Regions from separate parts of the Mus musculus genome. Here all the other regions are linked to region 6. Evidence: chromatin contacts called from public HiChIP or PLAC-seq and promoter capture Hi-C data. All regions are on one chromosome and are shown on one strand. The core of a region is the stretch at or near the end of the contact, and the rest is flanking DNA. Distances in the headings are between cores, read along the strand shown. Region 1 holds the start of Sufu (SUFU negative regulator of hedgehog signaling). Region 2 holds the start of 4833438C02Rik (RIKEN cDNA 4833438C02 gene). Region 3 holds the start of Trim8 (tripartite motif-containing 8). Region 4 holds the start of Borcs7 (BLOC-1 related complex subunit 7). Region 5 holds the start of Cnnm2 (cyclin M2). Region 6 holds the start of Kazald1 (Kazal-type serine peptidase inhibitor domain 1). Region 7 holds the start of 2310034G01Rik (RIKEN cDNA 2310034G01 gene).

The links. Promoter capture Hi-C pulls out the DNA fragments that hold promoters and counts their contacts. HiChIP or PLAC-seq counts read pairs in DNA pulled down with a chosen protein or histone mark.
Region 1: a promoter capture Hi-C map of pre-B cells shows a contact between it and region 6, with 4 times the contacts expected there. The contact joins the promoter of Sufu here to the promoter of Kazald1 in region 6. A contact is called at or near these places in 5 of 39 promoter capture datasets (the 3T3-L1 cell line, the C10 cell line, liver and 1 more) and 1 of 115 datasets of contacts at active chromatin or transcription factors (large pre-B cells).
Region 2: a contact with region 6 is called in a promoter capture Hi-C map of pre-B cells, with 4 times the contacts expected there. The contact joins the promoter of 4833438C02Rik here to the promoter of Kazald1 in region 6. A contact is called at or near these places in 1 of 39 promoter capture datasets (pre-B cells) and 1 of 115 datasets of contacts at active chromatin or transcription factors (regulatory T cell precursor).
Region 3: a promoter capture Hi-C map of pre-B cells shows a contact between it and region 6, with 4 times the contacts expected there. The contact joins the promoter of Trim8 here to the promoter of Kazald1 in region 6. A contact is called at or near these places in 2 of 39 promoter capture datasets (liver and pre-B cells), 1 of 115 datasets of contacts at active chromatin or transcription factors (pancreatic cancer cells) and 1 of 9 other capture datasets (adipose tissue).
Region 4: a promoter capture Hi-C map of pre-B cells shows a contact between it and region 6, with 4 times the contacts expected there. The contact joins the promoter of Borcs7 here to the promoter of Kazald1 in region 6. A contact is called at or near these places in 1 of 39 promoter capture datasets (pre-B cells) and 1 of 115 datasets of contacts at active chromatin or transcription factors (astrocytes).
Region 5: a promoter capture Hi-C map of pre-B cells shows a contact between it and region 6, with 5 times the contacts expected there. The contact joins the promoter of Cnnm2 here to the promoter of Kazald1 in region 6. A contact is called at or near these places in 1 of 39 promoter capture datasets (pre-B cells) and 1 of 115 datasets of contacts at active chromatin or transcription factors (pancreatic cancer cells).
Region 7: a contact with region 6 is called in a FOXA1 HiChIP or PLAC-seq map of pancreatic cancer cells. The contact joins the promoter of 2310034G01Rik here to the promoter of Kazald1 in region 6. A contact is called at or near these places in 4 of 39 promoter capture datasets (the C10 cell line, liver and pre-B cells) and 3 of 115 datasets of contacts at active chromatin or transcription factors (embryonic hindbrain, large pre-B cells and pancreatic cancer cells).

What each region holds. Positions count from the first base shown.
Region 1 is chr19:46,395,227-46,398,899 of GRCm38.p6, reverse strand. It overlaps Sufu (SUFU negative regulator of hedgehog signaling), which reads right to left and starts at 2,004. Exons shown (of 12, transcript NM_001025391.2): 1 at 1,616-2,004. The coding sequence starts at 1,797. Actr1a (ARP1 actin-related protein 1A, centractin alpha) reads left to right here and starts at 3,159. Exons shown (of 11, transcript NM_016860.2): 1 at 3,159-3,270. The coding sequence starts at 3,223.
Region 2 is chr19:46,303,923-46,307,889 of GRCm38.p6, reverse strand. 4833438C02Rik (RIKEN cDNA 4833438C02 gene) reads left to right here and starts at 2,261. Exons shown (of 3, transcript NR_152248.1): 1 at 2,261-2,528; 2 at 2,699-2,782; 3 at 3,040-3,967. Nfkb2 (nuclear factor of kappa light polypeptide gene enhancer in B cells 2, p49/p100) reads right to left here and starts at 2,195. Exons shown (of 22, transcript NM_019408.3): 1 at 1,866-2,195; 2 at 1,526-1,607; 3 at 1,364-1,404; 4 at 1,021-1,119; 5 at 797-948; 6 at 420-526; 7 at 172-330. The coding sequence starts at 1,886.
Region 3 is chr19:46,498,949-46,502,929 of GRCm38.p6, reverse strand. It overlaps Trim8 (tripartite motif-containing 8), which reads right to left and starts at 1,282. Exons shown (of 6, transcript NM_053100.2): 1 at 1-1,282. The coding sequence starts at 486.
Region 4 is chr19:46,687,914-46,691,725 of GRCm38.p6, reverse strand. It overlaps Borcs7 (BLOC-1 related complex subunit 7), which reads right to left and starts at 1,820. Exons shown (of 5, transcript NM_025563.3): 1 at 1,641-1,820. The coding sequence starts at 1,778.
Region 5 is chr19:46,759,690-46,763,934 of GRCm38.p6, reverse strand. It overlaps Cnnm2 (cyclin M2), which reads right to left and starts at 2,326. Exons shown (of 8, transcript NM_033569.3): 1 at 542-2,326. The coding sequence starts at 2,162.
Region 6 is chr19:45,073,697-45,077,729 of GRCm38.p6, reverse strand. It overlaps Kazald1 (Kazal-type serine peptidase inhibitor domain 1), which reads right to left and starts at 1,643. Exons shown (of 5, transcript NM_178929.5): 1 at 1,494-1,643; 2 at 517-1,066. The coding sequence starts at 1,048. It overlaps Gm35782 (a long non-coding RNA gene), which reads left to right and starts at 2,621. Exons shown (of 4, transcript XR_877888.1): 1 at 2,621-2,708.
Region 7 is chr19:46,346,767-46,350,402 of GRCm38.p6, reverse strand. It overlaps 2310034G01Rik (RIKEN cDNA 2310034G01 gene), which reads left to right and starts at 1,415. Exons shown (of 1, transcript NR_040418.1): 1 at 1,415-2,202.

The sequences.
Region 1 (3,673 bases), core at 755-3,254, 1.3 Mb before region 6:
CTTGGTCTTTGCTTCCATACCTCTAACAGGCAACTCTGTCTTGATGACCATGTAGGTGACATAAAACCAGGTGCCCCCTATTCTGCACAGGGACTTTCCCTCACACTTAAACAAGATCAGAGCAAACAGTATGGCAAGGTCAGCCCCGTTTTTCTCATGACATGGGACAAGTTCATCACAACTAATACAGAGGTGCCATTGAAATGGGTGATTAAGTTAGCAAGAGCCACTACCCACTCAGAAGCAATCTTCAAAACACTAGTCAGCCAGGAACTAGGCTGCCCTGCACAGATGCCTTGCCAGCATGGCTCCTGGCTACCCGGACAGGCTGGTCCCCAGACCCTCCTGGCTGTCAGTTTCCTTTGCATTATTATCCCAGTGACACACGGGGGGGGGGGGTAACCTCAGCTCTCTACAGCCCATCTCCCATCTCCAGAGGCAATAAGAGGATGCCACATAGGAAAAAGATTCAGCTTTAAAGGGTGTGTAACCTGCAAAGGCATCCCTCACTTCAGGACCACCATTTGCCAATACCCCAAGGCAAGGAACTTTTCAGGATCATACAATACAACGACTGCCTGCCTGAATGTGGCCACCTCTGAATCTATTTTTGGTTCAGAAAGACCACAAGGACTTGTCTCATAACACCTGTTTTGTCTGAAGGCTGACTGAAGAAACAGGATGCAAAAAAGAATAGGAGACGAGAAAGTGCCATTTCTACCCCCAAAGACAGCCAGCCCATTTGGAAACTGATCTTTTACAGGGCATCTTTAAACTTCGGCTGAAATCACGAAGACAAGACAGAATGCGCTTCTTCATTCCTCCTGCCCACTCAGGTCTCTGTCACGCACCTGGTGGCGAGCTATGATCCCCTTCAATCCCGAGCTAATGCTTGGCTCTCCCGAAACCTGTTCTTAACTAACGTCCTAAAGCTAAAGCAGCTGCAAAGCCAGAAGCAAGCTCTGCAGAGAGAAAGAGAACTGTGCAGAGTAAGCAAAAAGTTTATCTGGAAGAGCTGCTCTGTCAAACTTCAAGAGCAACAGCTTCGCACTGAATGACAGAAGCTCCTGCGCTCGGGAAGGTCCCGAAAGAAGACTGAAAGAAGGCCTCTCCTCAACTCTTCCCTCATCAAAGGCACAATGCCCTCATCTTGCTCCCTCCTAACCCACAGGGGCGTCCTGGTTCCCGGACCGCCCTAGACTACGCGGTCTTGTGCCCTCCAAAGCCCTCTCAAATGCTCTCCAGGCCCCGCCTCACTCCCCCCCCCATCCCACCCCAGCCGCCCCCTGGCTCCCCCAAGCCCACTAATGACCCACCACAGGCGCCCCCTCCTTTCTCCACGTTTACAGTTCGCTCTTACAGTCCCCCCTCCGCTTCTGTATACACCCCCAGTTCTCGGTTGTCCTAATCCGGGTTAACCCCTCACTACTCAAGGGATCCATTAACCCTTTGTCCCCATTCCCAACTTCTGTCCTAACTCCTTCCACAGCACCAGGAAGCTCCTGGTTCCCCAGTACTTAAACCGTTTTCTTCCTCCCCCTTCTGCAAATTACTTCGTCCCGGGTGTTCGAAGCTTTCCCGGCCGGACCCCGTCCTCCCGAGGCCCAGAGCATACCAGTACTTGACGATAGCGGTAACCTGGAGCGGGTTCGGCTGGTCAGGGTAGAGGCGGCGACACTCTCCGTAGATGGCGTGCAGTCCCGGGGGAAAGAGTGAAGCAAAGGCCGGAGGGGCACTAGGGCCAGAGGCCGGGGGCGCGGCGGGACCGGGGGCGACGCTAGGCCGCAGCTCCGCCATTGGGGCGCGTAGGGCGCGCGGAGAACCCGGGAGGGTAGAGGAGGGAAAGCGCCCCTATGGGCCAGCGGACCCACTGTGGATGAGACTCCCCGAGGCGATGGGGGCTACGGCGAGGTCTAACTCCGCGCCTGCGCACGAGGCTCCGTCCGCCCAAGCCGGAGCCTTCAAGACGTCGGCCAGAGGATGCTGTGGGACCGCGGGGAGCTCCAAGGGGCGGGGCGTCAGCGTGCCCTTTCCTGACACCTATTGGCTAGTGTCTTTGCCAGTCACAAGTGGGGAAGGCGTGACTTGACAATAGACTCCGCCTCCCTGCCCCTGGGTTGGGAGCGTCCCAAGGATCTTGGCCTCCCCCTAGTGTTAGGAGGAACCCAGTTTAGAACAGAGACTTGGTACCTTGAGGCGCCAGGGTCCTATGAAAGCTCTACACAACTACTAAGAAGCGCTTAATATTGTTTTACTAATACACAATTTTAAGATAAGCTTGACAACTAATTCATTAGACAGTATGTCATTATTATTAATGTTACAACTCTAATATTTCTTGGAACTATTGACAAAAAGGGTAACTCGAAATGTGCCTGGGGAAAATGCCTGGCTGTTTTAAAAAAAATTTACCTATTCTTTCTCTTCGCCTGGATGTTGTCATCCATCAAGGTCAAGAAAAATAATAAAACAATTTCTAAACCTTTAGATGATATTTTAGGCCCGTGGTTTTGTGGCATCCAACGTACAGGTATTTTTTTATAACCTCCATTGGCTTTTGCTTCATGGGTTTTGTCTTGTTTTGCTTTTTGTTTCATTTTTTTGTTTTTCGGGACAGGGTTTTTCTCTATAGCCCCTCGCTGTCCTGGAACTCTGTAAACCAGACTAGCCTCGAAAGAGGTGGGATTAAAGGCTTCCAGCACCACTCCCGGTGCTGCTGGGATATGTGTTGGGCAAGCATTCTACCACTGAGCGACAGATGTTTATTAATGGTTTGTATTGCCCAAGTGAAGGAATGGCTGAGAGATAGAACTACTCTGTAAAATTCAACCGCCCCTGAAGTACTGACAAATCCAAACCCAACTACTCACAAGTACTTCAGACTCCAAAATTTAAGAGTGTACTGGAAACCCCTTCGAAGGGATCTCAAATCCAGTCATGCAAGATAATCATCAACACTGTGGCTCTTTAATCTACAAACACTACAGACCCCACCATGTGTAGGAAATACACTGTCCAATCTCCTAAATCCGATCGGGCTGGGACCCGGTTTGGAGCGCAAGCCCTGGGGCAAAGAATGCTGGGGATTGTAGTTCCTCCGAGGCGAGGTCGGGCGGCTCCCTGGATGCCCAGTACCGGCGACTAGACTGCGCATGCGTGTCAGTGGCGTTTGCTGCGGACCGGGCTGGCAGTTCCTTCCTCGGAGGGAAAGATTCCTCTGCCATGGAGTCCTACGATGTGATCGCCAACCAGCCTGTTGTGATCGACAACGTGAGTAGCATCTTTCCTATCTTTAAAGGGACTGTGTTCTCCTCCAGGAAGGATTGTTTCCGCGGTTTCAGCCTAGGCCGCCAGCTCTTTGTCACTGGCTCGGCCTGTCAGGCGGGTTCAGCTGCCGCCGCCCGCGTCCTCCTCACATCCATAGTTTGAAGGCAGGGCGGCCAGCCAACATCCGTGTAATGGAGAATTTGAGGGTAGACAAAGGAAAGAGCTGTAGCCCGGGAAGGGTCCGTGGACCCTTGGCTCAGGGGGCCTTAACCGTTCTCTTAGAGCCCGACACCCGCCTTCGCTCTGGTTTTCCATCACTCAATTGGCTACTCTTGCTGTCTATCTTAGCCTATTGGTCCCGCCTTTGGGCCTTGCCGGATTAGAACAGCACTCCGCAGTCATTGGC
Region 2 (3,967 bases), core at 1,012-3,511, 1.2 Mb before region 6:
ACTTCAGGAAATGCAGTATTCACATTTACCACTCAGAAGCAACACTCAGATGTTCTGACTACCGAGCACTCACCACCCCACACGTGGCAGGGCCAGGTTCAGACCCATAGCTGGAAGGTATCTCAAGCGCTCTTTTGGGAATGCATGCTTGGCCCCCTGCAGAATACTCACTGCTGTCATGGATGGGCTGGGAGATCACAGGCTTCAGGGGCAAGGAGAAGGAGCCATCGCTAGCTCGAAGGAAAGCTGAGAAGCGCAGCCGTACAATGCTCAGATCCATGACTTTCTTCAGCTCCTTGGCCTCCTGCTCTAGCTCCCGCCGCTCAGCCTCTGGATGGACAATGTGGGTGGTGTGAGCTCTGGGCTGCTCTTCCCGGCTCCTCTAGGAACACCTCTCGGAACACCTTTTGTTACCATACCTGTAAGGCCCTGAGGCTTGGAGCGGAGACGCTGCCTCTGAAGTTTCTGGATCATAATCTCCATCATGTTCTTCTTGGTTACATGCAGGACACCCAGATTATTAAATCTGGAGAGGACAAGGAGGAGGCTTTGTCCTCTTTGACCATGAGGCTCTTTCCTCCTGAGGCACCTCCACCCCCACGCTCCACCCCCCATGGTCAGGCTCATCCTGGCTCTGTTCTCCAAGGAAACTGCTCTTTATAGTTGAGCTCTGAGGTTCCTGGGCCAAAGTAAATCTTCCCACTTTGTGTGCTAGTCACACAGGTGGCCTGAGATGAGACCTAAGGCTGGCAGGCAATGAGCATCCCACTGGGGGCCAGGGGCCAGGGCCACCTACTGAGCAGTCATGTCCTTGGGTCCTACAGACACAGCGCACACTCCCAACTCTGAACACTGCTTGCCCACCAGACTGTGGGCATGCGCACGAGGTGGGTCACTGTGTGTCACCAGGTCCACCTCAATCTTGGCCGGTCCCTCATAGTTACAGATCTGAGAATGGCAAAGGATAGTCAGTAGTTGCCCCATACACCATCCCTACCCTCCGGTGTCATCTGAGCTCACCTTGACAGTAGGATAGGTCTTCCGGCCCTTCTCACTGGAGGCACCTGGCAAACCTCCATGGGAGGGGCCTTCACAGCCATATCGAAATCTGAAGCCTCGCTGAAGGTTCCATAGCAGAGACATTGTGATCAGGAGAGGCAACCCCCCCCCCCCCCCCGTCATCCCCACAAGGCAACCACTAGCCATCACTGACCACAGTGACCAAAAGTGTACCTCCTTCTCATAAGCCCCCAACATATCAGCAGCAAGCTATTTAATCTGATCAGTAGGTATAACTACCCTCCCCCCCCCCGCCCCACCTTTTCCCCAAAGGTGAAGCCACCACTCTCTGTCACTCACTCACCTGTTTGGGCTGTTCCACAATCACCAGATAGGGGCCATCAGCTGGAAATAGAGGGGCCTTGCTGAGCCAGGATCTCTGAGACCATCCCTCAGTGGGGCCTCCAGGGGACATGCTCACTCTCCTCTAGGTTCTGAGATACTGCGAGGCCAAAGACTTACTGACCTGTCTCAGGGGCTGGATCCTTAGGCTCCACGATGGAGGGGCTGAATTCAAAATCATCATATTCGGGGATGCCATCCAGGCCCTGCGTTATAGACAGAGAAGGTGGCAGCTGAATCAAGGGTCCCCCCAACCACCCCCTCCCAAGCCCTCTGCAGTCACTCCCTGGACTCCTCCTCAAGCTATGAGGAAGCTCATTTCTGGGCAGGGTTTGCAGACAGCACAGACTGGCAGACTAAGACAATTTGAAGACAGTGCAGAAGTAGGGGAGTGGAGGAGCGTCCAATTGACAAGCAGACACAGAGGGCACCCGCCGCCCTCAGGGTCAGGCAGTGTGACTCACTGGATCGTAGCAATTGTCCATATCTCTGGGCTAGGCCCTGCTGTGTCTTGCGGCTTCGGGCCCCGGTTCAGCTTTCCAGAGTTTCGGACGCCCGCCTAAGGTGAAGAGAGGCGTGGGAGGGGGAAGAGTGAAAGATATCAGGATAGGGGTGGGCAGGGGGAGAGGGATGGGTAGGGGAGGGGGGCTCAGATCTGGGGGAGGGTCCGATCTCCTCCAGCCGCCCGTCCGGGCGTGGCGGGTAAGATCCGGTGGAGGTCGAGATCCGGAGCGGGGCTGGCCCGGGAAAGGGGCAGAAAGTTAGTGCTGCTTAGGAAAGTCCCGAAAATACCAGGGGGAGGCGGAGCCGGAGGGGGCGGGCCTGGAAATGACGCCGGGGCCACGCCCCCGCAGCGGGAGGGGCGGGAGGCCCAGGCGGTTCCTGGTTCCCGGGCAGCCTCTGTAGCCCCTGGGGCTCAGTCGGGGCCTAGCCGCCTCGCCCCCTCTCCGCAGCCTGGAGCAAACTTGGGATTTTCAGCCAGCGTGGAGGACACGGCTGATTCACCCAGGGGCTTTTGTGGGGACATTCCTGCCGTCGGAGGCCCCTTTTCCGAATGGCCCGTAGGCGGGGGTTCTTCCAGTGGGGCCTCCGGGGCTCTGACCAGAGAATATGATTCGGGCCTCAGGGTGTGTGTGGGGGGGAGGAGTTTCCCCCTCCACGGTCTCTAGCGATTCCGTCTTAGCTTCCCGGATTCTCCCGCTGCACCTGCTCCCGGTGGCCGGTCAAACGGGAGCATCCCGCCCTCCCTGGCGACTCCAATCCCAAAGCCAGTGTAACGCGCATGTGTCCGTTGCAGGAATATGCGTTTCAGCCCTAATGTCTTGTGTGCCGGGTGAGTGGTGGCATCATGGCACGTGCAAGTGAACGTTCATCCACACAGGTGAGTCCTTGTACTGCCCAGTGTGGGCACACGTCCGTGCACGTCTGGATGTCCGTGCGCAGGCGCCGGTGCACGGGTGCGCTGTGAGTGCGTGTGCGGGGCTCACACCGGCCGGCTGTGCACAGGCAAGCTAAGGGCAGGCAGACGTGTCGCTGATGTGTAGCAAAGTGTCCTGTTCCTGTGCGCGCTCACTGGAGGTGGCGTCCAGCCCCAGCCTGTCATCTAAAGTCCTCCTTCCCTCCCTCTCCATTCCCTAGACACTCAGGGATCTGAACCCGGCCACTCACCGTGGTGGCGGCTCTGGTTCCGACTTCTTTCCGAGCCCTTCCCCGGACCGGTCGTTGCTCCTCTCCAGCCAAAGGGCTCCAGCCGGGAAAGCCCCTTTCGGCCCCCCGAGGGGGGGAATTCCCGTGACGATCCCGTGCGTCACTCCCCATGCCCTTTTTTATTGGTTGAAAGTTTAACTCCAGGACTCTTGTAGCCAACCCGGAGCAACGCAGGCGCGCCCCTTTCGGGGAAGGCTCGCCCAGGACTGGCCGCGGGGTGTCACCCAGCTCCAGTTCTGCTAGGGACCAGCGAGGCGGGACGACGGACCCAGCGCAGGGCGCGGCTCAGATCTCTGCACTCTTCCAGGCTTGCCCGGGACCGTTACGGAGTCCAGTGGGCCACTTGGCTCTTGCTGTGCCCAGAGGTTGGCTATCTCTGAGACACAGGAAACCGGGTCAGTCCCAACACTCCAGTAACCCTCCCAGAGAGGGACCTCCTAGCTGGGAAGGGGAAGAGGAAGGAGTCAGATCTTGCGGTCAGCTCCAGATCGCCATCTAGCGGCCTTTCTGGAGCCGCAAGGAAACTCTGGGGTCAACTGTCTTAGTTTCCGGGCTTCAGGAAGAGACAACTGATGTTTATTCTGTAAGTGGCGGGTTCACAAGGGCCAAGGCTTTTAGGATGACTCGTTGGAGAATCAATGTGCTGGGGGAAGAAAAGAAGAAGGAAGAGAAGAAAGATGTTTGCCTGGGAGTCTTAGGCCTCGTTCATCCACCACAGATGTCCCAACTATTTGACTTGAAAGGCATCCAACTGGGCGTGGCGAAATTCACCTGCAGTCCCAGCTTTCTTGAAACCAAGACAGATCCTAAGTTTCACACCACCCTGTCTCAACACACATGCACGCAAATCTGTCCAAAG
Region 3 (3,981 bases), core at 33-2,532, 1.4 Mb before region 6:
AGCCACCTGCTCGGCCTCGCAGTGGTACAGGCGGTAGGCGTTGTGCTGCGGGCAGCTCCAGGCCCGCACGTCGTCCGCCTCCACCAGGAGGTGCCCGCGGGCGGTGGAGGGCTGCTGCAGGTGCGTCTGCACGTGAGACTGGCAGCAGGGAGCCTCGCAGCGCAGGCAGACCTTCTGTGCCGGCAGCGGGGGGCCGCGGCGACAGAACACGCAGTGCAGTGCCGTCGGCGGCTTCTCCACGTGCAGGGCGTTGAACTTCTCCACGATGTTGGTGAGCTTCAGGTTCTTCTCCAGGCCCGGCTTCTGATTGTAGGCCTGGTTGCACTCCGGGCAGCGCACAAGGCCACTGTCCTTGGCCCAAGCCTCGCCGATGCAGCCCCGGCAGAAGTTATGTTTGCATGGCAGCTGCACCGGTTCCACGAAAACGTGCAGGCAGATGGGGCAGATGAGCTCCTCCTCAAAGCAGTTCTTCCAATTCTCCGCCATGGCGGCTGCGGGCAGGGGGCCCGGGTAGACCTCTCTAAGTCCCCAACCCTGGGGATCCGTCTGGTACAGCTGGGGACCCACCGAGCCCGGAGCTCCGGTCCCCGCCGGCCGCGCCAGTCGCTCAGTCACCAGCGCCTTCCGCGTGCCCGCCCCCCAGAGGAGGGAGCCTGGGTCCTCGCGCCGCGCGCGCCGCCGGCTGCGTCTCCTCCTCCTGGCGAGTGGCTAGCGGGAGGCGGCGGGCTGCGCCAGGGCCGCGGCCCGGGCACCAGCCCTGGAGGAGAGCGCTGTGGTCCAAATTCCATATAACAGGCCGCCTCCGGGGCAGCGCGGCTAGGGCAGCGGCGGCCCACGGCCTGCGCTCGGCCCCGCGGCTGACATCGGGGCGCGCCCCGCGGCGCACCGAGCGGGGGAGCCGCACTCTTCCTTTGGCGGCGACAGTGGCTACCTTCTGGCTGGTGCGAGCCGCGCCTTCCTCGCCTGGATCCCGGCCGAGGTCCGAGGGGGCACGGGAAGCTAGTTCGGCCGCGCCGAGGCTGGCTAGAGCCGGAGCCGGCGAGCAAGGCGCGCCAGCGGTCCCCGGGCCGTGGCGCAGGCGTCCCCCAGCTGGCCGGCCGGCTGCGGGTGGCAGGGCGCGGGCGGGCCGACTCCGGGGCGCTGCGTGCGCGCTGGGGCAGTCATTCAGATGAAATTCCAGTCCCCGGCCAGAGACACCAGCCCGCCTCTGCCTTCCTCCTCCCTTCACAAATAGAAACGGAAGGGGGAGGGAGAGAAGTGGAAAAAAAAAAAAAAAAAAAAAGGCAACCAGAGAGGGAGGGAGGGAGGGAGGGAGGGAGGGAGGGAGGGAGAAGCCCGGGAGGTGCTCCGGCCTGACCCCCTCGTCGCTACTTCTGCGCTCCCTGGAGGCCCCGCGCAGGGCGCCCCCGCCGCGGAGAGACCCCACTCCCTGTCCCCGCACTGGGCGGGCGCCTCGCCTGCGCTGAGGAAAACAAGGATTGATCAAACTAGAAAGGAATTTTTCTCAACTGCTAATGAACAGGAGGCTCGGCTCCCGGCCCTCCCCTCCCCCCGCCCGGCCCTCCCCCTTCGCCCCCCCACCCCACCCCTCCCCCCCACTTTCTTTTCTTCTCGGCCTCTGCTCCGGCCTGGAAGGCTCCGGGCTGCGGTCGGAGCCAGCCTGCGGCGGCGGCGGCGGGGCCAGGCCGAGCCAGCCGGGCCGGGTGCGTCCTCAGCGCCCAGCCATCTTGAGCTCCCAGCGGCCGCGGTGGGGACTGGGGGTCCGGGCGCGCGCTTGAGGGTCCTGTAGCTCGCTTTTCCACCCTCCCTTTGGTGGGATTTTTTTTTTCCTCCAAGGGGAGGGCTGGTGGTCTCCAACAAATTAGGAGAGAGAGAAGGAGAAAAATGCCAAGTCTTGATTTCTCTCTACCTCTGCTCCACCCATCCCGATCCTTTCCAAAAAAAAAAAAAAAATCTTTTAAAAAGATTAAAATTGGAAGAAGTCGGCAGAACGACGAGCGCCTGCTGCCCCCAGCGCTGCCCGGGAGACGCGTCCGGGGCGGGCCCGCGCCCGTCGCTCTGTCCGTGGGTCCGTTTGTCCTCCCGCAGCTTCTCAAGTGAGGGGAGGGCGGGCACTCCGGGCAGGGTCTCCGCTGCGGCTGTCGCTTCAGAGCTTTATCCTTAGATCAAAAAAAAAAAAAAAAAAAAAGAAAAAAAAAAGAAAGAAAAAAGAAAAAAAAAGGGGGGAGAGGAAGAAACCACCCCCCAGCCCGAACACTCATCACAGCCACCTTCAGCCATCTTGCGTGTATTATTTCAAGAATAATCTGTTTAATAGAAATAGCTGCGTCTCTGGCCCCCTTCTCCGCATCCTGGGGTCCCGCCCCCTTTTAATAATAATCTCGATAATAAAAATGATCAGCGGGCCGGGCAGTTAGAAGCTGCTTTTTTTCTGTCTCAGGTCTCTCCGCTTTCTTCCCTCTAAGAAGGGACACTAGGGGCTCACGCTGGGGTTGGGGGTGCGGCCCGCCGGTCCCCGCCACCAGCGCAGCGAGGAAGGGCCTCTCTCGCCTCTGCCTGGAGCAGCACGGGTGGGGGAGAGCCTCGGCCCGCGGGACCCACTGACGGGGCACACTGGGCACACTGTCTCCGGCCCCGGTTCGCAGCTGCCCCGCATACAATGGGTTCGAAGCAGAGTGAAGAGGGCAAGATGGGGGCGGGAGAAGGCAGGAGGATTGCGGCGCTCGGGGCTCCCGGATAAGGGCGATAGAAGAGGAGGGGGGAAGGGGTGTCCCTACATCAAGGCTGGTCCCGCTACTCGGAAAGGGGGCGGGGAGACGGGCGTTGGGGGGGGGAGGCGAGGAGAAAGCGGCAGGCGGCGCCTTTAATCAGCACCCGCTGGCTCAGCCCACCCGGTACGAGCGAAATAAACGGGGAGGGGGGAGGGGAGGGGCGTACTTTCCGGAAGTGCTGTTACAGATGCTTTGATTCTTGGCCCCGCCCCTTTCCCCTGTCTGGAATTAGGGCTGTTCCTGAAACGGCTTAGGCTATTGGTCCCTAAGGCGAGACCCCTCCTCTTTGAGGCGTGGCGAACTTCGTGCTCTCACGTGACTTGCACTAACTTCGGTACATTAAACATTGGGTGATGAGGGAGGGGCTCTAGCCCAGCTCCTTAAAACGGCAATAATGCTGCCAGGCTGTGGGACCATTTTTTTTTTCTGGGCCTCTTCAGCTATAGCTCTTTTTACTTGAGAGGAAAGAAGGGGTTTGTCAATCAGTCTGCTCAAATGTCTAGAGAAATTGAGCAGGAAATTGCCAAGGTTCAGCATGGAGCCGGATCTCTGAGATACTTTCCCCTACATCTCTGAAGCTTAAAACTACCTGCTAGCAATCCCTTTTCCTATTCAAAAGACGCTTAAAGAACTGTGAAATATCTAGGGTTTGTTGGTCAGTCAATGAATATACAGTATAACAAAGACCTGTTATATCAGAGGCATTTTTCTAGGTCTGGGGAATTGTCTGGAAAGCTACGTTGTTTTTTTTTTTTTTTTTTTTTTTTAATTTTAAATATAGGATAATTTCTGAGAGTAAGAGGCATACGCAAAGGCTCTAAGTAAAAGTAACATTTGACCCAGACCTGAATGCATACCAAAAATCATGAAGGAGCATCCTGGGAAGCAGGGCTCTCATCTAAAGGCAAAAACAAATGCACAAACTTGTACCTGGACAGAAAGAAGGCATCACGGGAGGGAGAGAAACAGGTAGGGACCAGAACATACAGGGCATTACCTGTCACAGTCACAGCAAGTCATTTGGACTCTAAGCTGGTTGTGAGCCATTGGGTTTGCTATATATTGGAAAGAGAGCCAACAGAACTTGTTTTTGGATTAGCTATGGGGCAGAAATAAATCCACATAATAACACCAACAACAAAAGAGGCTAGGAATAGAATCAAGATGTGCTTACCTTTCTATGTATATCCTGTTAAATATATAAATATGT
Region 4 (3,812 bases), core at 571-3,070, 1.6 Mb before region 6:
ACTATACTTGGCTTTAAAAAAAAAAAGTTTAATTGCATTTATTTACTTAATCTGTGGAGGAGAGAAAAGGATGTGTGTACCATGGCTTCCACACTTGTGGAAGCTTGATGATAACTTTTCAAAGTTTGGTTTTTTTTTTCTTTCCACCATATGGGTCCCAGTTTCGGACAGAAACTTGGATGGTCCAGCTTGGTAGCACACACTTTGTCTTGCTGAGCTATTTTGCTGGCCCCAAACCCACCTTTAAAAAGTTTAAGCCTATTTATAGCATTTCTTCCCCCAATTTGTTTATCTAGAAGAATGTGTGTGCACATTTGTATGATGTATGCAACATTTTACATACACATACACTTTCTACAAAAGAAACAGAATCTAGAAATAGCAAAAAAAAAAAAAAAAAAAAAAAGAAAGGAAAGTCAACTTGACTGCCAACAAAAAACGACCCAGGAACTCTGTGCAACCATGATAAAGTGTCAAATGGTGAAACCATGATTTGCATAATTTATATCTGCAAAAAAAAAAGCAATATAACAATTCTTTAATTTCTTCAAACTTTCCCCTGACACAGATTCCTAAAAGCAACGTGTCAGATGGGACCACATGCAAAACATGTCACCAGAGATCATCAGGTCAGCAATGTCAACAGCTGTTATACAGTAAGGGCGAGCACTTCTTGTAATGGGATTTTTATTTTGTTTTGCAGCCACTGTCAGTGAAAGCCAGCTCTTGCTACACTGCAGGTTTAAAGTAATATAAGTCAGATGTTGTGAACATCCATGCACAGATCCAAAGGCCTGAGAACATAGTGTGTCATTATTGCAACTACATAGGAAAGCAGGTGCCGTTCCTATGAAAACTAAGTTGGAAACGGTAACCACTTGCCGAAGGGTTACTAAGGTAGGGGTTACTAAGGAAGGTGAAATTGGAAGTTTTCTAAGCAGTCCCTTCTGTATCCCAGGTCTCTTGAGAGCTCAGACTAAGGTGTGCCCATTAGGCACCGCCATACGTTTAATTTTCCATTAGTAAATACATACCAAAGACGAGGTCATTGCATCTCATATGCCCGTTTACCTGTCCATGAGCGTGTGAGTTGTCTCATGAGGAAAAGTGTATGAACATGTACGTGTCTTTGTGTGGGCACACGGTTTCTCTAGGGCAGATAACGACCTCAACAAGCAGCGTGTACGTGTCATCAAATCATTCCATTCATAGAATCGGATGGAGGATGGAGAAAGGGGGAGGAGATGGTAGGGCAAAAGAAAAAGCTTGTCTAGGAAACAGTGAAGAGCTTGGCCAGAAATATAAAGAATAAACCCACAAAGAGAGAGGTGTAAGAAATCTTGGAAGTTGAGGCCATCGCCAAGCCGAGATTCGAAAAGCGACTGATGTTCACTACAGACGCCCATGAACACAAACAGGCACTGTGTAGGAGCCGCAGCTCATCTGCCCGCCTGTGCTTCTCCCCTTCCCACCCATCATCTCTTCCAACTACAAGCATTCAACCTAAACTGAAGAAACTCACCCAGAATGCAACACGCGCCTGGGCCAAAAGCCTACACTCCCCAGGATGCAATGCGCCGCCTCTCCCGGAGCCAGCGCTGGGAGGAGGACTGGGCCCGGGGAGCCCACGCCCCGCTCACCTCGGAGCTCCGCGAGCCTTTCAGCACCTGCTTGGTGAGCGCGATTACATCGGTGCCACAGGTGTTCACCTTCTCCGTGAGAAGCCCCTTCACGGACTGACCAAATCGGGCTTGCGAATCCGGCGTCCCAGTCGCCATCACCTCAACTAGCGATCACCCGCAGCCGGACGACGGCGAGTCCCTGGGGCCAAAAGAGACGCAACCGTCCAATCGTGCGAAGAGGAAGGACCGCATGCGCTTAGCTCAAACTGCTTACTAAAATTACTTAAAATGTTCAGTTGATGGACATGGAAGGAGGATACCGTTTAGGCAGGCTACCCTGGAGGGGATAGAATATAATTTAGGTGAATCTCTAGTTTAGAGTCAGAAGATCTGGATAGCATCCCAAGGAGTGATGTGGCTACAAATTACTCAACCCCTGTGTCTTCTGTTATCTGTTTTAGGGCCAGCACTGCGTTACCTAGGCACATTAATACAACTCTGTCAGAAGTTCAGGGTCTTTCTTGGCTGTATAGCAAGTGGAGGCCGACCTGTGATACATGAGACCACATCTATAAAATAAAATATCTATAAAATAAAATAGAGACCCTGTTCAATTCTAACATATTTTATTGAAATTAGCAAAGGGCACAGGCCAAAGAAAATGAAATTCAAATGACTAAGGTAAAGAAATGTCAACATCATTAAATTCTGTGTGTGTGTGCGTATGTGTTTTCAAGACAGGGTTTCTCTGTGTAGTCCTGACTGTAGACTAGGCTGGCCTCAAACTCACGGAGATCCATCTATGTGTGCCACCACCACCTGGCTTTTTTTTTTTTTTTTAATCATTAGTAGTTTGTATTTATGAATAGCCTTTTAATTAAAACTCTGCTTATAATTACTTTGGAAGCAAGTCCTACTATGATGTTAGGTCCCTGGAGTATACCCTTTGAAGGGATATTGTGATCCTGGTCCCTTTTTGTCTCTCTTTCCATCCCGACCTTGGAGTGAACAACCCTCCACCACATGGTGCACTGTGGTGCCATAATCCCAAAGCAATGGAGTCAAATGATGTACACTGGGACCTCTGAAAGAAGTGGATAGCAATAGGAACTTGAAAATCCTAAATTGAGAGTCTGTAGAGGTTGGTTAAAAAAAAAAAGTTCATCCAAGAAAATTCTTGGGCTGGAGGATGGCTCACTGACTGCACTTCCAGAGGTCCTGAGTTCAATTCCCAGCAACCACATGGTGGCTCACAACCATCTGTAATGGGATCTGATGTCCTCTTCTGGTGCATCTGAAGGCAGCTACCGTGTACTCACCTAAATAAAATAAATAAATCTTTAAAAAAGAGGAAAAAGAAAAAAAATTCAAACAAAATTTTACTGTAGGTCAGCTCTGCTTTCTGTACATTTGTTTACTTATAGTTTATTTCTTATTTTTATTTTATTTATAAGTATGTGCCTGCCTATCTGTTTGTGTACCATGTGGACGCGTGTGCCTTTGAAGGCCAGAAGAGGGTGTTTGATCTGTGCAATCAAAGTTACAGACCTATGTGAGCTCTCCAGTGTGGGTGCAAGAAAGTGAACCCAGGACCTCTAGAAGAGCTGTCAGTGCTCTTAACCACTGAGTCATGTCTCCATCTTCAATTTTTTACTTTTATTTATTTATGTTCAAAACAGAGTCTCTCTATGTAGCCCTGGCTATCCTGGAACTCACTCTCTAGACCAGGCTGGCCTTGAACTCATAGAGATCCTCTTGCCTCTGCCTCTTAAGTGTTAGGATTAAAGGCATTTGCCACCACCACCTGGCAATTTATTTTTACTTGTGTGCATTTTTATGTGTGTGTTGGGGGAGGGGGAGTGGTTTGTGCACATGCCTGCAGGTGCCCTCAGAGGTCCCAAGGCAGCATCAGATACCCTGGAGCTCAGGTGGTTGCAAGCTATTCATAAAGGGTTGGGTGCTGGGAATCAAACTCTGGGCTTCTGCAACAGCAATGTTTGCTCTTATCCATTGAGCCATCTTTCCAGCTACTGTTTATTCTTTTTAAAAAACTTGACACATGATTTACCTCGTTATGCACAGTCCTTTATCTAGTATTACTAACTTGCTGGCTTTAATGTCATAGCTTAACACTAACTTCATATTTTAATTCTCCCAGGCTATTGTTAGTACCGCTGAATAAGATGTCTC
Region 5 (4,245 bases), core at 1,077-3,576, 1.7 Mb before region 6:
TACCCTGCGGGATGCCCGATAGCCAAGAATAAAATCTATCAAAACTGTCAAAAATGTACTTCCAGTCTTTGAGATGTCAGCATGGATGTTTAAGGAAAAAGAAGAAGAAAACAAACAAACAAAAAAAAAAAAAGAGGAGGACTGCACTGAGTTTTTTTAAGGCTACTTAAATATTTTCCAAATGTCTGTGATCAGATGTAAGCGAGCCGGTCTGTACTTTCTTTCACCTACAATGAATGAATGAAGTAGATGGCCCCTAGAGGGTCAAATTTCAAACACTGGAATTACAAAGCCTGTTTTTTGATGGTGTGAAAAAGTAATGGCAGTTTTGGGCTTTTAAACCTAGAAGTGCTCACGAGTTCAATCCGTCCCCAAGTCCATGCCATCCTTTCAAATTTGCAATTAAGAAAGGGAGAAAATCCGGTCAACTCTCCTTGGGGGGTTGGTCTCAGGGGTAGAGGGTTCAAGGAGGGAGGAGGACGGAGACAGAAAGAGCAAGCCAATTTAAAAAAAAAAAAAAAAAAAAAGCAAAATTGCCCACCTTTCTTAAATTCTTCCAGCATAGCGTCCAACTTGGTGTCGTTGAAAACGAAGTGCAAAGGGTGATTGTAAAACTTGGTGATGGTTTTCAAGGGAGTACAGTCATCCGGATCCACGAAGGCCAAGTCTTTGACAAAGAGCAGGTCCACGATGTTGGAACGTTCTCCCTCGAACACCGGGATTCGAGTGTAGCCACTCTCCATGATCTCCGACATGGTGTTGAAGTCCAGGATAGCCTCGCCGGTTATCATGAAGCAGTCCCTGAGGGGAGTCATCACGTCCTCCACCGTCTTGGTGCGGAGCTCCAGCGCCCCTTGGATGATGTTCAGCTCTTCCTTAACGAGGTCGTTATAGGGGTCAGTAACCCGGAGCATCTCCAGCAGTTTTTCCCGGTTATAGACCGTGCCTATCTCCTGGCCCAGGACGCAGTCCAGCAGTTTGCTAACCGGATAAGAAGCGGGGAATGTCATCATCATGAAAAACTTGGTGAGGAAGATGGTGTTGGCCCCTACCGCCAGGCCGTGTCGGGAGCAGATGGCTTGGGGCACGATTTCTCCGAAGATGACGATGCCAATGGTGGAGACCACCACCGCCACAAGGCCTGAGCCCGCAATGTCGTCCAGCAGGATGGTGAGCGTGGTGTTGACCAGTACGTTGCCCAGCAGCAGCGAGCACAGCAGGTAGTTGCCCTGCCTGCGCACCGGCTCGATGCGCTTGGCATAATTCTTCTCTTTCTCCGTGCCGCAGTTTTGCACGATGCGCAGCTCCATCGGGTCCAGAGCCATGAGCCCCAGGTTGAGGCCGCTGAACATGCCCGACAGGCACAGCAGCAGCGAGATGAAGATCACTTGCAGCCAGAAGGGCAGCAAGAACTTCTTCTCCTCGCCCACTATCATCTTGGTGTCCTCACCGTCGTGGTAAATCCAGGTGGTCTCGGCCCACGGAGGAGGCGGGAGTCCGGCCACCCCCGCGCCACCCTTGCCCCCGACGGTGCCACTCGCAGACCCGGAGCCGCCGGCGCCTAGTGCGGGCGTGGAGAGAGACGTGCACAGGTAATAAGACTTGCTCTTCTCCATCTTGCGCAGCGGTTTAATCTCGATCTCGATGATGCCCGATGTGCGGCGATTGAGAATGATGTGGGGCAAGATGATGATGTCTGAGGTGCGGATGCCGCAGCGCTGGGGGCCGCTGTCCGGCTCCGGAGGCGCGGGGCCCCCCAGCCCACGCTCGCTGGGTGTGTGCCGGCGCCGCTCGTGCTCAGTGAAGGCGATGCGGGACCACGTCTCGTTGTTGATGTTCTGCCCGTACACCCGCAGCTTGACCCGGGTCCGCTCGCTCACCCGCAGAGCACCCCCTTCCATGAACGACACGTCGTTCGTATCCTCCAGCCGCAGCCCGATGATCACGGTCTCCTCGTTCTCGCCGGCCGCTGTGCAGCCGCCCGCTCCCCAGCAGCAGCTCAGCAGTAGCAGCGGCAGCAGCCGGCCCGCAGCTGCTTGCAGGACCCCCCGGCCGCGGGCACTGAGGCTGCGGCGCGCCGCCATCTTCCAAGTGGGCAGTGCGGCGGCTGCCTGCCCGCCCGCCATCTTTACTTCGGGTTCACAAGCGCCACAGCCAATCATAGGGTGGCTGCTCCAGCTGAGGCTTCATCCTTCCCACCCGGCGGCGCGAGCGCAGGCACCGGCGCCCGAGCAGGACTGCAACCGCGCGTTCGCGCCCAGCCCTTAGCTGTCCTTCTCTCTGAATGACACTGATTCGGACTGAGCCAGCTGAGGAACCCCCGGGCTCGAGGGAGGAGGGAGCGGAGGGAGGGGCGTGCTAGCCTCTCCCGCGAGAGGCAGGTCTGCCAGCCAATCAAGAGCGGGTGCCCGCCTTCCCAGCCAGGGGGCTGGAATGGGGGCGTGGTCGCAGTCGGCGTGCCGCACCAATGGCACGGGAGGTGGGCGGGGAGATGAGGGCCACTGTCCTCCTCTGCATGCCAAGTTTCCAACTGAAAGGCGCGTGACTCTTGTGTATGCGCGGGGAGGAGGCGTGGCCATCCCGGATGCAAGAGCCAGTCAAAGATGAGCGCTGTAGGGATGGGGGCGTGGTCTTCCTCCAGGCGGCCAATGAAAGGGAGCGGTCCGCGGGTGCGGCGCTCCCTGTGGGGTCTCTGTAGTAGATCCTCGCGCGCGGCTTGGCAGCCCTGCAATACTGCCCTGAGGCGCGAGGCCTCGGGTCCTTGCTGCAGGGACTTGCGGGCTCCACGGGGCTCCGTGTCGCCGCAGAATGGGCTGAGCCCTCCTTCCCTGGGAGCACCAGAGCCGGACTGGAGACAGCTTACGATGCACATAGCCTAAAACCAAATCGGGATACTAGTCAAGCCCCCCAGCCCACTACCCCTGCATGCGGTTCCTCTGGAGATTCGCGGTGACAGGGTGGCCCTAGCAACGCCGAGGACCTGCGGTCTCCGTGACTCTGTGAGCCCTCAGCTGCTCACGATCATGTGGCGCCACCTGCCGGCCCTCACGGACGACCTTTGCTGTTTTCTAGCTCTCAACAAACCTCTCAAAGTGTGGTCAGCTTCCCAAACTTTGTCATCACAGGGATTCTCCTGTAGTCCTGCTATAATCACAGAATGAGATGGACCCTATTTTTGGTTTTGTTTTGTTTTGTTTTGTTTTGTTTTTTAACGTGCACCCAGGCAATTTGGGGAAATAGGAAGGGGAGAGCAACCTGAGAAGGCCCATGAAAGCTTATTATGAAATGCACAGGTCAAACGCTGTTAGCTCCGGAGAAGATTCATTGTGGAGCACAGCTCACCAGGACTCTCAAGTCCATTGCATCAGACTAGATGCGGTAGCACAGTAGCTCCCAAACTGAACTTTCTGCCTCCCAACTGAAGCGCGTTTTAAAATGTTTTTCCTGATCTTACTTTGTATTCCATAAACACAATACTCTTCCTTTTTTGTGAACACCCACAGTGTTTTTTATAATTTCCAGGACGAGTGATTTCTGGGCTCATTTCAGCGGTATCCTCGCAATTCTCTCTTTTTTTTTTTTTTTTTTTTTTGTTGTTTTGTTTTGTTTTGTTGTTGTTTACAGGGTTTCTCTGTATAGCCCTGGCTGTCCTGGAGCTCACTTTGTAGACCAGGCTGACCTTGAACTCAGAAATCCGCCTGCCTCTGCCTCCCGAGTGCTGGGATTAAAGGCGTGCGCCACCACGCCCGGCCGCAATTCTGTCTTCTTTTATGCTTGTCCTCAACCATTCCCCTGACCTTCCAACTAATGACTTGTCAACCCAGGGCCCATTGCTCCCATATTTGAGCCCTCCCCTAACTCCTCATCTCCTGACAAAAGCCAGAGTGCTCTCATCGCCTACAAGGTTCTGCAAGCTCTGCCCCAACCAGGCTCTGTCATTTTCTCAGTCACTGCCAGGGGATCTTCCTGGCGTCTTCGCATGTGCCATGTCCTGTGGATGGGACTCAACTTCTTTCAGATGCCAACATAGCCCTGTTTAAAGGCTTTGCTCAAAGCCACCAGACTCCATCTCTCCCTTATTTTTCTTCAAAGCAAAGATCATTTACTAATACCATGTGTAAATTACTCATTTGGTTGATAATCTGTCCTCTCTAGAATTTTTGTACACTGTTATATCAGTTCACCCTAGAACACACCTATAGATATTCAAAACATGATATAAAAAGTGTTAAAGAAATAAAGAAG
Region 6 (4,033 bases), core at 394-2,893:
ATTTCCACTGCAACTCCAGCCTAGCCAGACTATAGAGTAGGTAAAAGCTGAGGAAGTGTGGGTGGCCAAACGAAAACCACAAGCTTGAACATCCCCAACCCCAACCCAAAGGATGAGGGACAAGAGAGGCAAGAAGCTATCTTCCCTTCTCTAATTCCTAAATGCGTGAGAAAACTGATAGGCGGGAGCCAGGGTTAACAGGATGCATCTCACAGGGCTCCAGCAGTCTACGCAAAGTTTTGGGTGAAGGGGGGTCCTTTCAGTTCAGACCCAGCTATTGGCTATGTGCCTGTTCCTTCGGAGGCCAGTCCCTGCAAGGACCTGCCTGGATAGAGCTCTTAGGCACCTCAAACCTGGCAACAAATCTCAACCTGCTTTTTAGTTGGCAGCCTTTGAGGCTCATGGTCTCCCTCAACTATTCATTCTGCTGACCACAGAGCAACGCTGTCGGGGATCCGGGAGTAGTGCCTTTGGGGAGCCAGGGTTCCTGGTACTAAAAGCCCTGGACTTGCGTACCCGATTCGCAGGGCCCCGGATGCACCACAGTGAGGTTAGCGTCCAGCCGAGCGCGGGCGGCCTCCTGCAGGCGACAGATCTGCGCGTAGGTTCGGCCGTCCGAACCACAGAGCGGGCGCTGCGAGCGGCAGACACACAGCGGCTCCGGCACCTCTCCTCGACTCAGGTCACCGCCCGCGTCCAGCCTGCACTCGAGCTGCTCGCCGCAGCGCCCGTAGAAGTTAGCGCTGGGGTCCAGATCGCAGAGCTGGCCCTCCAGGTTTGCGCATTCCCAGCAGCAGCCGCACGCATCCCGCACCCGGCCTGCTAGGCATCCCCGCGGCGCAGCGCACTCTTCTGGCCGGCAGGGAGCACAACCCTCGCCCTCGGCTAGCAGCCGCAGCCAGCCTCGCCGCAGGTAATCGGGGCCTGTGGACGGCCTCGCGCTAACGGGTAGCTGGGTCCACACCACCAGCAATAATGGTAGTAGCAAGGACAGCGCCAAGGTAGGTGCAGCATAGTTAGCTGGAAGCCCTGTGAACACTCGGGGCATCGGCGCGTAGGTGGCACCCTGCCAGGAGAGGGAAGCCAGGTCTGGAGGTCAGAGATAAAGTCAAGGCTGTATAAAAGCTTGATTCTATCCTCTGCTACCCTGTAGCCAACTAGAAGCCCTAACAAAGAAGCCTGGTGATTCCCAGGGGTTTATGCCAGTTGGTAATTGATTAAGCTGGTCTTGGGGACTAGGGAATAAAGAGAGAGTGTATCGGGGAATGATCACTAACACCCATGCAGGGATGCACACACCCATACACAGACATACGCGTATACACACACACACATGCATACATATATGCACGCGCGCGCGCACACACACACCAGCATCACCTCCAGAAACCACCCAACTCTGATGCATCTTTGCCCCAGAGATAGATAAAACTACACTTGATGTAAAAACTTCAGGTTGGGGTGATGGTGCTGGGGACATACCAGCGACTCACCTAGTGCCTTGGACTAGGCCCTTAACAGCTGGGATTTCCAACCTAAAAAAAAAAAAAAAAAAAAAACGGTAGGGAACGAAGAGTCGCATGCACGGCCAGCCAGACCCGCAGGCCACCCCTGCTTCTGTCAGGGGATCGCTGGCAGCCCACAGACTTAAGATTCAAAGAGAAACTCCTCCGCCTCTTCTCCCCGCCCCCAGATGTCGAATACCCGCCTTCTTCCCTGGCCCCGAGGCCGATAATTTTATCCAGTCTCACAAGGACCCTCCTGGGCCTTTCACTTCGACCCTAGCCCAAAGTCACAATGAGTGTACAGAGCCGCGTAACCAGACGCCGCCACTGGGAAAGCAAAGGCTATGAGAAGAGAATAGGGGTGGAATGGCCGAGGAGCTCAAACTGTTGGCTGAGCCTCAGGTCCTGTCTCATCTGATTTAGGTCTGGAGAGCGGCAAACAGCTACAATATAGAAAGAAGGAAAGGCTAAGAAATTTTACTCAATGTAAAATTGACTTCAACACTATGGGCGTTTCTGGAGGCCAGGCTCGGGGCCAGCTTCCTCTGGGCACGGTTTGCAGCTGTGTTCACCCAGTCTCTCCACTGGGGCGCAGACTAGACTATAAGCTTTTCCAGCTGCCATCCACATCTGGCTACCTCCCTCCCAATATAGGGCAGGTGCTTGAACCCGCGGAGGAGCCTGGTGATTAGAGGTCGGAACTGACTAGCGGCCGCAGCAAGGCCGGCGGGTGACTCCCCATAGGGCGTCTCTGGGCTCCGGATTACAGGTTGCAAAATTCGAGCATGTCGGGGCCAAAAGTGTTCAGTCTGGAGACCTCCGCCAACGCCACGGTGGCACTTTTGGGTTAGGGGCAGGAAGCAAAGCATCCCCGGAGGCCCGCCCACCACCCCGAGAATGGCAGGCCCCGCCCCCGCCGGCCCCCAAACAGCTTCCAAAAACCGCAATCCAAGCTCCTAGGAGGAGGAGGAGCAGAAGGAAACCGGGCTTTTAGGCAAGGGAAGGGTGGGGCTTATATAGGCCCCGCCCAGAAGGCGTCAGAGGTTCTGACTGCGCGTGCGTCCGCGGCCTGCGGCGGCTCCGCTCTACCCTGCGAGGAAGAAGCACTGCAGTCACCGCGCAGTTCTGACTTTGGCCGAGCCCTCCTCAAAGGAGCGTTCAGTCAGCAGAGACGCTGCCTCTGATCAGAGGGGTTCCGACAAGGTAGAAGAGAGCTGTACACAGGCAATCCCAAACTCCGAGGAGACGGGAAGCGAATTTCACGCGAGGTTTCGGGATTGTCGCGAGAATCCCAACGGCAAGCTAGAAAAGGAAAAGCCCGCGGCTTTTAAGCCAGGAAAGAACGAGGGCAGGCAGATTCCGATGGTGGTGCTAGGCAATCCCTTGGTTGGAGGACGCGTTAACTGTTGGCCTGGGAGCAGAAGTGAAGCGAGAATTGCAGGATGTTTTGGAAAAGGCGCGAGGAGGGCTTGCCTGGTGGAGGAATGGAGACACTCTAGGGGAGGTCCCTAGCTGTAACTGGGGGCGGTGATCGTTGCCCGATGTAGAGTGGGAGCTGTCCAGGTCTAAATGAGGAACTGTGAGCTTTCAGCCCTAGGAGCCACTATCAAAATCCCCAGCGTCAGGGTCCTAGACACGCTTTCCATCTTAATCGTTGCCGGCGTTTACTGTTAGTCTTCGCGCCTCTAGTAGGAATCACTGTGTCTTCTGTCTCTGTACTCCCCACCCCCACCCCCACCCCCCGCCCGAGACCGACTGCTAAGGAAGTTCTTGGGAAGCATTTGTGCTTTAAAAGTGAAAGACTCCCTGGTTCTGAAAGATGCAGTCACTAATGAGAGGCTAGGGATTAACTCGACGGAGAACGAGCGCCCTCTGGTGGGTTTGCAGCAGCTGCGACTCGTGACAATGCATACTGTCTATACTTTGAAAACGTTCTTACAGTAGTCTTGCGTTGCTGATGATTAAACCCGGGACTTTTAGAGTTAAGCCAGAACTGTTGTCACCGAGCAGTATCTCTGACCCAATAATAATATTTTAGAAAGGAGTTTGTTCGCATAGGGCAGTTTGAAAGCCTAGCTACTCCTGTCTCCAGGTGCTTCTTGTCCGGCACTTTATCAGGTGAAGTTCTAAAACACGTTAAGCAGCAACCGTGGGCACCAGAAAAAGAGTTACTTAAACGTTTAAAACGTTGACTCGGTTTGACAAGCTTCCTTTTTTTTAATTTTTTTACTTATATGAGTACACTGCAGCTGTTCTCACACACTAGAAGAAAGCATCAGATCCCATTACAGATGGTTGTGAGCCACCCTGTGGTTGCTGGGATTTGAACTCAGAACCTCTGGCAGAGCAGTCAGTGCTCTTAACTGCTAAGCCATCTCTCCAGCCCTAGCTTCCTATTGTTGAAGCAAAGGAAATTACTTCTAGTCCACATGATGCGGTTACTGCCAGGCATATCAATGAACGAGGTGTGCTTCAGATGAACACCTGATAGTTCATCTTCTTCTAAAATATCTATTACTGGTTTGTGC
Region 7 (3,636 bases), core at 166-2,665, 1.3 Mb before region 6:
TGAGCTCAGGCAGTTGAAGCTGTGGACAGACTGGTGGCTCCAAGCCAGCTCAAGGTGTTTCTCTCTGCCTAGTAACAGGGAGGTGTGGCTCGGGCTGGGCATGGAAGGGGAAAACAGCACTGAAAAGCAGTGGGAAGAAGCTTTATTCTGGACGGTTCTGCCTCTCCCAAAGACTGGAGAACAATCCCATGAGGCTGAAGGAGGCAAGTGAATGGATGGTTACAAGGGGAAAGATAACAAGGGCTGGGGGCTCAGAAGCCTGGAGAGCAACTGTGTCGTGCCATACATATATATATGAAGCCAGGGATATGTTTGGGAGAGGAGCGGTATGGTGGGCCCATGCTATGGCATCCCTTCCCCCAGAGGTACCAGCCATATATAGAGCATGGGGAGGGGAGTTGAGGGAGATAAAGGCGGGGGGGGGGAGAGATGGGGAGAGGGAGGAATGGGGAGAGGGAGAGGGGAATGGGAAGAGATCCACAGAGCCAGCAAGACAGTGAGGAGAGGGGCAAGCAGTCCCTTTTATAATGAGTCAGGCATACCTGGCTGTTGCCAGGTAACTGTGGGGCGGAGCCTAAAAGGAATGCGAACAGATTGTTAGGGTCTCCTGTAGCCCAGGCTGTTCTGAAACAGGATGACCTGAAGGCCTGGTCTTGCTGCCTCTACTCTAGGAGTCATGGGATTACAGGCAGGATCTACCACACCCGCTTATGTGGTGCTGGGGACCGAACACAGGTGTTTGTGCATGTCTGTTTCTGTATTGACAGACCTACATCCCCGGCCCGGGAATATCTGATGAGGAGGAGGGGAGCAGAACCCCTGACCCAGGAAAGGTTTCTCAAAGCCATCAGGCAGTCACACGAAACTCAGGCAAGAGCTGGGGGACCAGTGACACGTGCTTATTATGAATTATATATCCATACCCATCCATCACAGGTCTGGACCCAGTAAAAATGCCCGCCATCTGAGTTCTAGGTCATGTATTCTTACGTCTGCCTGCCGCCCAGGGAGGGCGTCTGGCCTCGGCTGCAGACTCTCACCTACACCTACCTGCCCGCCCCTCTGCTGCTGCCACCTATCCAGACCCACAACTTCTGCAGCCGGCCGGTGGGCCTGAGCACGGCCCCGCGAGAACTCCACTGCTTCCATGGTGCAGGCGCGGCCCTGGCCTCTTCCACGCTGCCCTGGTGGGCCTTCCCACCGCCGGATGCCGCGGCCCCCGGCTCGTCGTTCCCCGCCTCCGCCGTGTCCGCGCCATCCCAGCCCGGGCGCGACGCTGCGTGGCCGGAGGGCAGCAGCCTGCAGCTGCAACTGCGCTGGGGCCGCGTGGAGCGCATGCGGGGTCCGCCCCTACCGCTGCCGGACGCCGTGCGCCGCGACTTGCGGCGCGTCTACGGCACCTACCCACGCACCGACGTGCGCGTCACCAAGCGCGGCGGCCAGTTCTTGGTGCGGGCTGTGCCGCGTGTGGGCGAGCCCGAATACAAGGTGGCCCGGCACGTAATGCGCAAGCCAGCCAGTGGCGACGATGGGGACAGCGGGGACAGCCCGGCCGCTCCGGAGGCGGTGCAGCGTGGCCGCCTCAAGAAAAAGCAAGGACCAAGATGAGCATCTCAGCGCGCCTGCGAGTCTGTCGATCCCCGCTCGCCGTCCCTGCTTTTGATTTCCCTGGAGTTATTGCTGAACCGTGCTGGGAGAGAAAGGTGTTCGGTCCAGAGGGTCTTGAAGCGAAAGCAGCATCTCTCTCCCTTCTTAGCCCTCCGTGTGGGTCCCACTCGCCTTTTTCTCTCCCTTGCACCACAACTCCCCTCTTTACAAAGCTGAGGGAGCCAAGCAATTCCCAGCTTGGAAACGGAAGTAAATAAATGAGCGACGTCCAGCATCCAATACAAGATAAAGAAGCGGGCATTTTGCCATCTGTGTGATTAAAGTCTTTACTCTGTATGTAGCCTGACCCCTGGGCCTGCTCTTAAGCAGCAGCTCTACAGTATGCAGTGGACAATCTTCTAGAATCGCCTGCCTGGACTTACTATCCAAACGTCATCTGAAGGCCTATGATAGTTCTGGAGTGTGGGAAATGTCTCCTGTAAGCTAGGTTTAGAGCTAGTTCTGACATTTTTCTAGCCGTGTGTCGTCCTTAGCCTTTCTGAACCCCTTAGCTATCACATCTGTAAAACACATAAAGTTAGGTGTTCAAAGGAATGTCATTCGTTTTCGTTCTTTTGTTTTTTCCAGACAGGGTTTCTCTCTCTACCCCTGGCTGTCCTGGAACTAACTCTCTAGACCAGGCTGTCTTTTTTTTTTTTTTTTTTTTTTTTTTTTTTTGGTTTTTTCGAGACAGGGTTTCTCTGTGTAGCCCTAACTGTCCTGGAACTCACTGTGTGGACCTGGCTGGCCTCGAACTCAGAAATCTGCCTGCCTCTGCCTCCCAAGTGCTGGGATTAAAGGTGTGCACCACCATGCTTAGCCTTTATTCCCAGTTTATGTTAAATCTTTAATTAATTAATTTTCAGATAAAGGTCTTGCTATTTTACTGACTGACCTCAAACTGGTTGCAATACTCCTGCCCGAGCCTGTTGTGCCAGAAAGCATTCACGAACTCCCAAAGACCACCTAGGAGCCGTTTCTGATGTAATAGCACTTGGGGCTCTTATCTCTTTATTACAAGCTTGGGCTTGGGTTCTCCCCCAACCCAACCCTTACAGCAGGACAGGAAGAGAAGGCAGAGCAGCCTGGAACCCTCAGCAGGACAAGGTTTTATAGGAAATGGGAGTAGGTGAGAGTGTCCCAAACCTGGCAATATCTAACTGAATGTCTATTGTAAGCTGACAGGTGGGTGTTCTGAAACAAGACCAAAGGTCTGAAAGTACATTTGAAATAATCATATTAATCTTTGGTTAACTGTTGCTAAGAAGTAGCTAGGGAGCGGTAACTCTGGGGTATGGGCTAAGGACAAGCTGTGGGGTCCTTCCTGGTACTTGGGAGTAGCTTGGGTTCTGCTGTAGGTCAAGTTCTCAGGCTTTTTTTTTTTTTTTCTTTAAGATGGAGGCCAGTCCCAAGATGGAGTAGGTTTGCCCTCTCAAGCCTACAGGGGTCATACATGGGTATCACATCTGACTAGTCTTTTTTTTTTTTTTTTCCATAAATACAGCTGAAATTTTCAGTATTTCAATGTAGTGTTGTTGATGGGCTTAGTAGAGCATCCCTTAACCCTAGGACTTGGGAATCAGAGTTAGGAGGGAGGATACAGAGCCAGACCCTGTGTGTGTGTGTGTGTGTGTGTGTGTGTGTGTGTACGATTTTACATTTTGTAATATTTTGTAATGCTTAAGTGTTGATTTAATTAGTTAATATACCCCCCTTCATCTCACCACTCTCTGCATGTGTGTGCATGTTCCTTTGTGCACAGGTACACACCACCAGCATTGACCTTATTAAGATTTAATTTTATGTTAAATGGTAATGACACACGTCTTTAATCCCAGCACTCAGGAGGCAAAGACAGCAGATCTCTGTGAGTTCCAGGCTAGCCTGGTCTACAGAGCAAGTTTCAGGGCAGAGAAACCCTGCCTGGAGAAATAAACAAACAAACAAAAATAATTAATGTTTTTATTTTTAATGATATGTTTGTGTGTC